Regions from separate parts of the Mus musculus genome. Here region 2 is linked to region 1. Evidence: chromatin contacts called from public promoter capture Hi-C data. All regions are on one chromosome and are shown on one strand. The core of a region is the stretch at or near the end of the contact, and the rest is flanking DNA. Distances in the headings are between cores, read along the strand shown. Region 1 overlaps Zbtb16 (zinc finger and BTB domain containing 16). Region 2 holds the start of Zbtb16 (zinc finger and BTB domain containing 16).

Region 1 (3,877 bases), core at 837-3,336:
AAAGAAAGAGAAGGAAAGAGAAGAAAGGAAGGGGGAGGGAGGAAGAAAGAGGAAGAGAGGAGGGAGGGATTAAGAAAGACACATATATACATACACCCAGAGGGAGGAGAGGGGAAGGAGGAGGAAGGAGAGGAAGAGGAGGAGGAGGGGGAGAAATACACAATCAGGTCATCTCAGGTTATTTAGTCCCAAAGGGAGCGTGTACCTTACTTCAAATTGAAGGGGCTTTCTGAAAACCACCAGCCAGAAAAGATACACTGGACTAGACTTCCCAACCTGAGCTACAGAGCAGCACAGAGAAGTCCCAAGGAAAGAGGTGGACCAATGGCCCCCACACTCCACTTCCAGGATCACCTCACACAGGTTTCAGGATGCACCTCAGGGAGGACACGTTGACTCTTTCCTTACCAATGCCCATGCTGAGTCTGCTACGCACCTGTGTGCCAACTCCCACATAAGCCGAACTGTGCCAGAGCCACAGCCTGCCGGGGTAGCTTCTATACCAACAGTGCTCTGTAACTGCCCTTTCTCAGTCTCCTTTCCAGGGTCTAACATTCCCTGCAGGTGCCCAATGGGCATTTGCTATTCCTTATCTCACCTAGACTGCAAGCTTTGTCAAGGCAGAAGCTATCCAGCGCGCTGTCAGAACCTGGCAGGAAGCCTGGGACACAGTCAGTGGGTATTTCTAAACAGAACTTTATTGAGATATTATCCACACACCCTACAATTTACCTTTTTAATGAGTACTGTTGAGAGGGTTTGCTTTTAGTACATTCACAGAAGTGTACACCCGTCACTGCTATCTGATTCTAGAATATTTTCCCTACACTAACAATGGCTGCCCTTCTCTCTTCTGTTTAAGCCCAGCCTCTAGCTAACCTACCTTCCTCTGTGCATTCGGCTATCTTGAACATGTCACAGATGGGGACATCATATAAGATGGGCCCCTTTAGATCTCACTTCTCTCGGAGAACACACTTGTTCAAGTTTTCTCCATAGTAGACCTACACAGGCTACCTCCTTCCTCTGTACACTGGAATACATGTCCTTGTATGTCTGTACCACACACTGTATATACAGTCACCAGATGATGGACAGGCGGCCATTTCAACCTTGTGGATGTCACAAACACGGCTGCTATGAGCATCAGCATGCAAGTTTGAACCTGTGATGGACAGACCATTTTCACGTCTGTTGGGTACATACCTAGAGACGGAACTGGCAGTCGTCATAATGCATCACCCATGCTCAGCACACTGAGGAACCAGTCTACATATCCTTCAGCCATGCTCACAGCTTCCACCAGCACAACATGGCTTTAAACTAAATGAATAAAGAGTCCTTCTGCCATGTAGGCAGTGGTCAAGGGACGAAGCCCCATGCTCCCCTGGCGTTCTAGTTCATTACCTGCACAGAGGACAGGCTACACTCAGGCTCAACAGGAACAGCAAAGAGTCGCTGTAATTTTTTTATAAAGATTTTTAATATTTTTATTTATGCATATGAGCATTTGCCTACATTTATGTATGCGCATGATGTGTGTGCCTGGTGCCCACAGAGGTCACAAAAGGGTGGTTGGATCTCCTGAAACTGGGGTTATGAATATTCGGGAGTTGCCGTGTGGGTGCTGGGAACTGAACCTGGGGCCTGTGCAAGATCAACAAGATCTCTTCACAGTTGAACCATCTCTCCAGCCCCTGAAAGAGTCCTTTTTAAAGGCATCAAATAGAAAAGCAAACGAAGACAAGGGAAGAAAAGTCCAGCTAGCCCACAATGATGACCACTCTCACACATATTATGTCAACCCCCTTCCTGCATCTGAAGTCCAGACTCAATAATCGAATGACACCATTCCCTAAACAGATTTAGCTGAAAAATCGAAAGGGATCCTGGCTCAAGTGTGACCAATTTTGATTTGGTCAACAGTGGGCTGTGTGATTTCACAGCCCTGTTGTCTCCGCTGGGAGGTCTGAAGGTAGACCTTGAAAGAAATGCTTGAAAATGAAAGTGTTTGGTGCTGAGGGTGGAACTCCTCCAAGCAGGCCCTGCCTCCCCCGCACCCAGGCCCTGCATCATGGCCTGGGCACATGCACAGGTAGCTCAAAATGAAACAAACAAAATACCTGGCAGATTCTAAGAGAGGGGCCCACAGAGTTGGCAGCTGGGCAAGCCACAAGTAAAGTTTGCCCTCTCTGTCTGAGCTTGACTGAGGAGGCAGAGCACCCTGAAGCAGGAAGCTCAGAGAAGCTCTGTGCACGGGTCCTAAACTTCTTGTTCCCTTCTCTGTGTGGAAGAAGGCAGCAGGTTCCCTTTCTACACGGACTTGCAAAGAACAAACAAACAAAGGCCGGACCGAGCAAGGCCCTTTGCAAGCTGCAGGTAATTAAAACAGCCTGTAAAGGCCCCAACCGAAAGCACTTCAAAGAGCCAGTAATTCCTGCAATGGCCAGTCAAGACTGTGTGGTGTAAAAATTATGAGTTTTCCCAACGGGGAGCTTTGTGTGAAAAGGACAGGAGTTGGTGGCAAAGGGGTGGTGGTGGGGTGAGCCACACGGTGGGGGGGGGTACAATTGGTGTCCATATTCAGGGTGCACAAGACTGTATAATATGTGAGGCACACACACGAGCCAGAGAATGAAGACGTGCGTGTGTGTGTGTGTGTGTGTGTGTGTGTGAGAGAGAGAGAGAGAGAGAGAGAGAGAGAGAGAGAGAGAGAGAGAGAGAGAGAGAGAGAGAATGAGCGAGAATGCGCACATTTATCAACGTTAAGACGGTCCAAGCATGTGGGCAGAGATAAAAGGAAAAATAAAATAAAGCCAACAAATATGCATCCTCTTCCCCACTGGGCCTCGTTTTCATGAGAAGTACCAGGCAGCACGCATGCCCCTCTGCCTCCTGACAAGCTCATGGGCCATGCATAATACCCAGACAGAGCGCGGGCCCCCAGGAGCAGCTGCGGCCCAAGCCACAGAGCCCTGCTCCAGCTCTCTGGATCTGCCTGCTTTCGTTCCCAGCATGGTGCACACCAGCCCGCAAGTGACTGCAGGTTCTTATCTTGAAACTAGGGGTGAAAAAGGGAGATTGATTTTTAACCTTGACTGACACCATTCACTAAGTCACCCTGTTCTGCCTACTGCCTGCCCTGGTAGTCTGTGCTGAGATGCTGTGGTGACAGGCTTCAGGACTCTGCTTTTTACAACATATGACAGATCTGAGGACGTGGCTCAGTAGCAGAACAAGGCCCTAGGTTCAATTCATAGCACTGCAATAACAACAACAACAACAACAACAATAATGTTTGTTGTTGTTAATATATTATTATGACACAATACAAAAAAATTCAGTGATCATATGTCAGTAGTCACCTGTATGCCAACAGTATGTCATACATTAACAAAGTGGAGAGCCTCTGGGTGTGGTGGCACATGACTTTAATCCAAGCACTCCAGAGGTACAGGTAGGTGGCATTCTGTGAGTTCAAAGCCAGCGTTGTTTTCACATTAAGTTCCAGGCCAGTCAGCGATATACAGTGAGACCCTGTCTCAATAAACAAACAAACAAATGAAGTCCTACCATGGTAGGATAATTCTCAAGACCTCATGTTCTCTCAGGAGGGACTTCGTGCTCTGAAAGGGCCACATGAGCTTGTATCACCTTTCCTAGTGCCTCCCCTCCTAGAACCACATCCCTTGCCTTGGCTTGCGCGTCTACGGTTGCACGAGAGGCACTGGTGAGTCTCCACTTGCTTTCTTCTCTGTCTCACCTTCTAGATGGGCAACCAGAAGACAGCTTTGCCTTATTCATCTGAATTCTCAAGTCCAACAAAGGGCATAGGAATAATAGCTATGAGAAGACACATTGTTGAGGGGATGGCTGA
Region 2 (3,877 bases), core at 578-3,077, 81 kb after region 1:
ACCCTCGACAGGAGTCTTAAAGACTCTTAGGTGCAAAACTCATGCGGAAAGAGTTAACAATAGTGGCTGGCCACTCTTATTGCCCACCCTAAAGTGGAAACGGAGGGCATCATCAAGAACGGTGAGATATCCATTCCTCAAAAGCTTCATGAGCACGGTGTGCTTTCGGGAGAGAGATCAGAGATTTGGAGAACTAAGGGGGAGAAGCCAAAATAAAGAAGGTTCGCTGCTCAAAGGAACCTTTTGGGCCTTGAGGGAAATCAAGGTGCCCTATCCCTAACCGGCGGCTCCGCACCCGCGATCCGACCGTCCCTAGGTGCAGCGATCAGCCGATTCTGGGCAAAGCCAGCGCTAACCCGCCAGAGCTCCGAGGATCGATGGTGCAACACACCCCTTGTTCCCAGAGACCCCCGCCGAGACTTGCATAGGACTTTGGCAAACTTGGGAAAGCAACTTTTCCCCAGGAGTCAGGTGCCTGGAAGAAAGGGAACAGAACTAAGAAAGGGGGAAAGCGAAAGAGCCTGGGGAAAGGAGAAGGTCCGAGCGGGCTGGACGCCGCTGCTAGGCCGGCCCGGCAGCGCAACCCCCCCAGGGGAGAAAAGGATGCACAAAAGCCTGGAGGCGAGTGGTGGGAGGCCAAATGAGAAGAGATCTCTGGGTCCTCCACCTTCCACCCAAGATCACGATCCCCGGGAAGTCACCAGCAGGGTCCCCGGCCTCCCGCACCAGCTGCCGGCGTGCCCGAGTCAAACACGCTGGGAGCGTGGCGGGGAGGAGGCGAGCTGGTTGCAGCGGTGCGCTCCTGTGCATTCCGGTGGGGTCCGCAGGCTGGCAGGATCGTGCGCATTTCGAGCGCGTGCGGGAGCGTGCGAGGGGCTGGGCAAGCTTGCAGCGCGCCAGGGTGGGAAAGACATCCCGAATGCATCAGGTGCAGAGCCGGGAACCCACCGTGCGCGGCCGGGAGCGCACAGCGAGCTCCCGCTCCACCGGCCGTTCCCACCGAGAGCCGAGGAGGACTCGGAGCGCCAGAGTCTCTCCGAAGCGTCCCTCTCTCCTTAAAAGAGGGCATCAAGTCCAATCAAAAAAAGAAGAAAAAAATCCCACCACGTTTTCTCTAAAGAAAACAAAACCCGATCGGATACCAGTCCCCTCCCACCCGACCCCCAGGTTCACTCCTTGCTTCCTCCGGGTCTAGCTCCCCAGCTCGCCAGCGAATAAACACAAATAAATAAGACACAATCCTATCTCACGCCAAGCGCACCGGTCCGCATACATATGAGCACCCACAGGCTCTCTGCTCCTCCGCCAGCCCTTGCCTGTACAAAGACACCCAGTCCCCGACTACACGCGCCCGCAGCCCTGGCAGACCTCCCGGCCTGCCACCTCTCACCCGGACCGGACCGTGCCCGGAGAAGAAAGGTTGGTGAGGCAGCTGTGCCCAAGCTGACAGCCTCAGCGCCGCTTTCTAGCTGACCCCCAACGGGCACTGGCGATCGCTGCTGCAGCAGCAACCAGAGAACCCCGCACGAGCCCAGCGGCCGAGTGGCCAAAGCTAGCACCACCCGCCTAAACCTCTCCCGCCCCAGGGCGCCCTGGCGGGAGGCGGTCGCTGGGCGGTGCGAGTCCTTCCCGGGTTTCCTACACACATACACTTACCGCTTACGGAGCCTGGAGCTTGGGGTGGGTGTGCGTGCCTGGGGGGTTAGGGGTGTGCCTGGATCGGGGAAGGGGTGTTGCTGGGGAACTGTTGCTCCGGATCTCACGGCGGCAGCGGCGGCATCGCCCGGCAGTTCGCAGTACCCGCTCTCGTCACCCTTAACTCCTCTCTGCCGCTAGGTTAGCAAATCACCACCGGCTGCGGCGCCTCCGCCGCGTCCCACGTCAACGCCGAGCCCCCTCCCCTGCGAGGCCCCGGCGCCTCTCCATCTTTAGTGCTGGCGGCCGAGCCCGGCTCCCTGCCCACAGCTGCCCCCTCCCCTCCCCCTGGCCGGTCCTGGCCCGCCCACCCCGCCCCACCCCCGCCCTGGCAGAGCCCGTGCGCTCTCCCAGCCCTGCCCTCCCTTCCCGGGCGCTCCCCTCCCTTCCCAGCGCTCGGCGCTCCGGGCTTCTCCTGACATCTAGCTGCTGCCCCGGCGGCAGCGGCTGCTGCTCGTTGGCTAGGTGGAGAGGGCAAAAGGTTGCAAAGGAAGAGGAGCCGCAGAGGACCTGGCAGTCCCCAAGGGGTCAGAAGGATGAGTGGGAGAAGCGGTTCCCACTTTAGCCCCAGGTTTTTTCATTTCCACTGGGCATGCGGTGTATCCCGCGCCCCTAACTCCCCCAACTCCAGTACTCAAGAGCGCAGTTTTGTCCCGTTTTTTATTATTTGCACCAGTTCAGTGTGTGGCTTCTAGCTTTTCACTTTTTCTCAGGATTCGGATCGCATCCTCCCTTACCCTAGCTTTAAATGGGTCGTTTCCCAAGTCCCAAACCAGGCCTCTGATGCCTGACCACAGGAGTTCGCCGGATTTGGCCAGATAAATCTAAAGGGGCCAGTAGAAATCTGGTAGGAGGCAGCACCTCGATTTTGCTATCTAGATTGTTGCACACTGAGATGCGAAGGCCTGAGTAGTAATACTTTCTCACTCCTAATCTCGGGCATCCTCCCCGCCCGCACGCCCCCCCCCATCTTCCCCGGCCCCAGGAACCTGGATGGAAAGTTCTGAAGATTCTGCGCCTAACTCAGCTCTGCCTTCAGGAGCTACTGGAAGCTTGGAAGAGCGCTGGGCCGCTCCAGAGTACTTTCTTCCCTCAGCGGCTGGACCATTTTAAAGGGCGTACTTGAGATGACAAACCGTAGGGTAGAAAGACCAAAGGAAAAAAAATATTCCTTCTACCCGCGGAAAGCACCGTCTCCTCCTTTGCACACGAAGCTAGGCAGGGAATTGAGGTTGGAGGGTTCTTTTCTGAGCACTGGCCTCCGGCCAAAGCCCCAGCGCAGTGTTATTGGGGGTGTGGTGGAGAGCGCCACCCAGGGGTCTCAGAAAAGTCACCCACACAGCCCCACCCTCCAGTCCTAAGGTATTAGTTCCAGGCTTCAGTTTAGGGGTGCTGTGTTCTTGGCTTACCGCGGATCTCCCACAGGACCCACAGAATCGTATCTTGATTCCCCAGGAGCTAAAGGAGAAGGAAAGTGGGCGGTGAATGGAGACAAAAAAACCCACGAAGACCAGGTGGCAGAGCTTACACAAGATCTGCACGGGGGTCTGCTAACGTGGTGGTCATTTATAATAACAAGGCATCCTAACAATTGACACTCCCAGGTCTCAGATTAGCAGTGGGAGAGAGAAGTCCGCAGAACCGAGCACTGGGAAGCAAAGGAAGAAAACTACAATTGAGTTACCCTCTCATAGGCAGTGTCATGTGGGTGAGACAAGGCGAAACCCCCCTACCCCAGTCAGTTGGTATACAACAAAAAACACCTTGTGTAAAGGCTACCTGATTCTTTCAAGTTAAGGCGAACCCTCTGTAAGAAGTAGGGGATTTGAGGACGTTAAGAAGGAACTGCCATCTATAAAGAAAGCAAGAGTGGATGAGCAGAAGGGAACAGGAAAAACACACACCCCCCTGCCGTGAATGCCTGGCCATGGGAATGGAGCATTGAGCTTGTTGAGTTCCTGTCTAAAGAAGGCTTGCTATCTAGGGTCCACATCCACCTACCACCCTCTCTCCAGCAGTCACCGGAGAGGCACACGATTAACCTCTGATCCTATTCTACCATTAATCCTCAAATCAGAGAAAGAGAATCCGTAGACACAATGGAAACGAAAGAACAATTCCTTGCCTGGCCCTGGCCTCCCCCCCAACCCCAGCCATACTCACTCTATGTGAAAATCTCCCT

What was found. Promoter capture Hi-C pulls out the DNA fragments that hold promoters and counts their contacts.
Region 2: a promoter capture Hi-C map of liver shows a contact between it and region 1, with 4 times the contacts expected there. The contact joins the promoter of Zbtb16 here to the enhancer-like site in region 1. A contact is called at or near these places in 5 of 39 promoter capture datasets (the 3T3-L1 cell line, cranial neural crest, hippocampal neurons and 1 more), 18 of 484 Hi-C or Micro-C datasets (the HL-1 cell line, the HPC-7 cell line, bone marrow-derived macrophages and 8 more), 17 of 115 datasets of contacts at active chromatin or transcription factors (the HPC-7 cell line, the SCID.adh cell line, astrocytes and 14 more) and 5 of 9 other capture datasets (adipose tissue, embryonic tail, liver and 2 more).

What each region holds. Positions count from the first base shown.
Region 1 is chr9:48,753,500-48,757,376 of GRCm38.p6, forward strand. The region is part of intron 2 of Zbtb16 (zinc finger and BTB domain containing 16); the gene reads right to left. Among named protein-coding and RNA genes, the nearest start is that of Zbtb16, 81 kb to the right of the region's middle. Within about 2 kb of position 2,087, at least 31 of the 459 cell types and tissues checked have an H3K27ac peak or open chromatin away from gene starts, as enhancers often do. A contact at or near this core is called in the SCID.adh cell line, embryonic tail and liver, where this site is marked.
Region 2 is chr9:48,834,398-48,838,274 of GRCm38.p6, forward strand. Zbtb16 (zinc finger and BTB domain containing 16) reads right to left here and starts at 1,828. Exons shown (of 7, transcript NM_001364543.1): 1 at 1,657-1,828.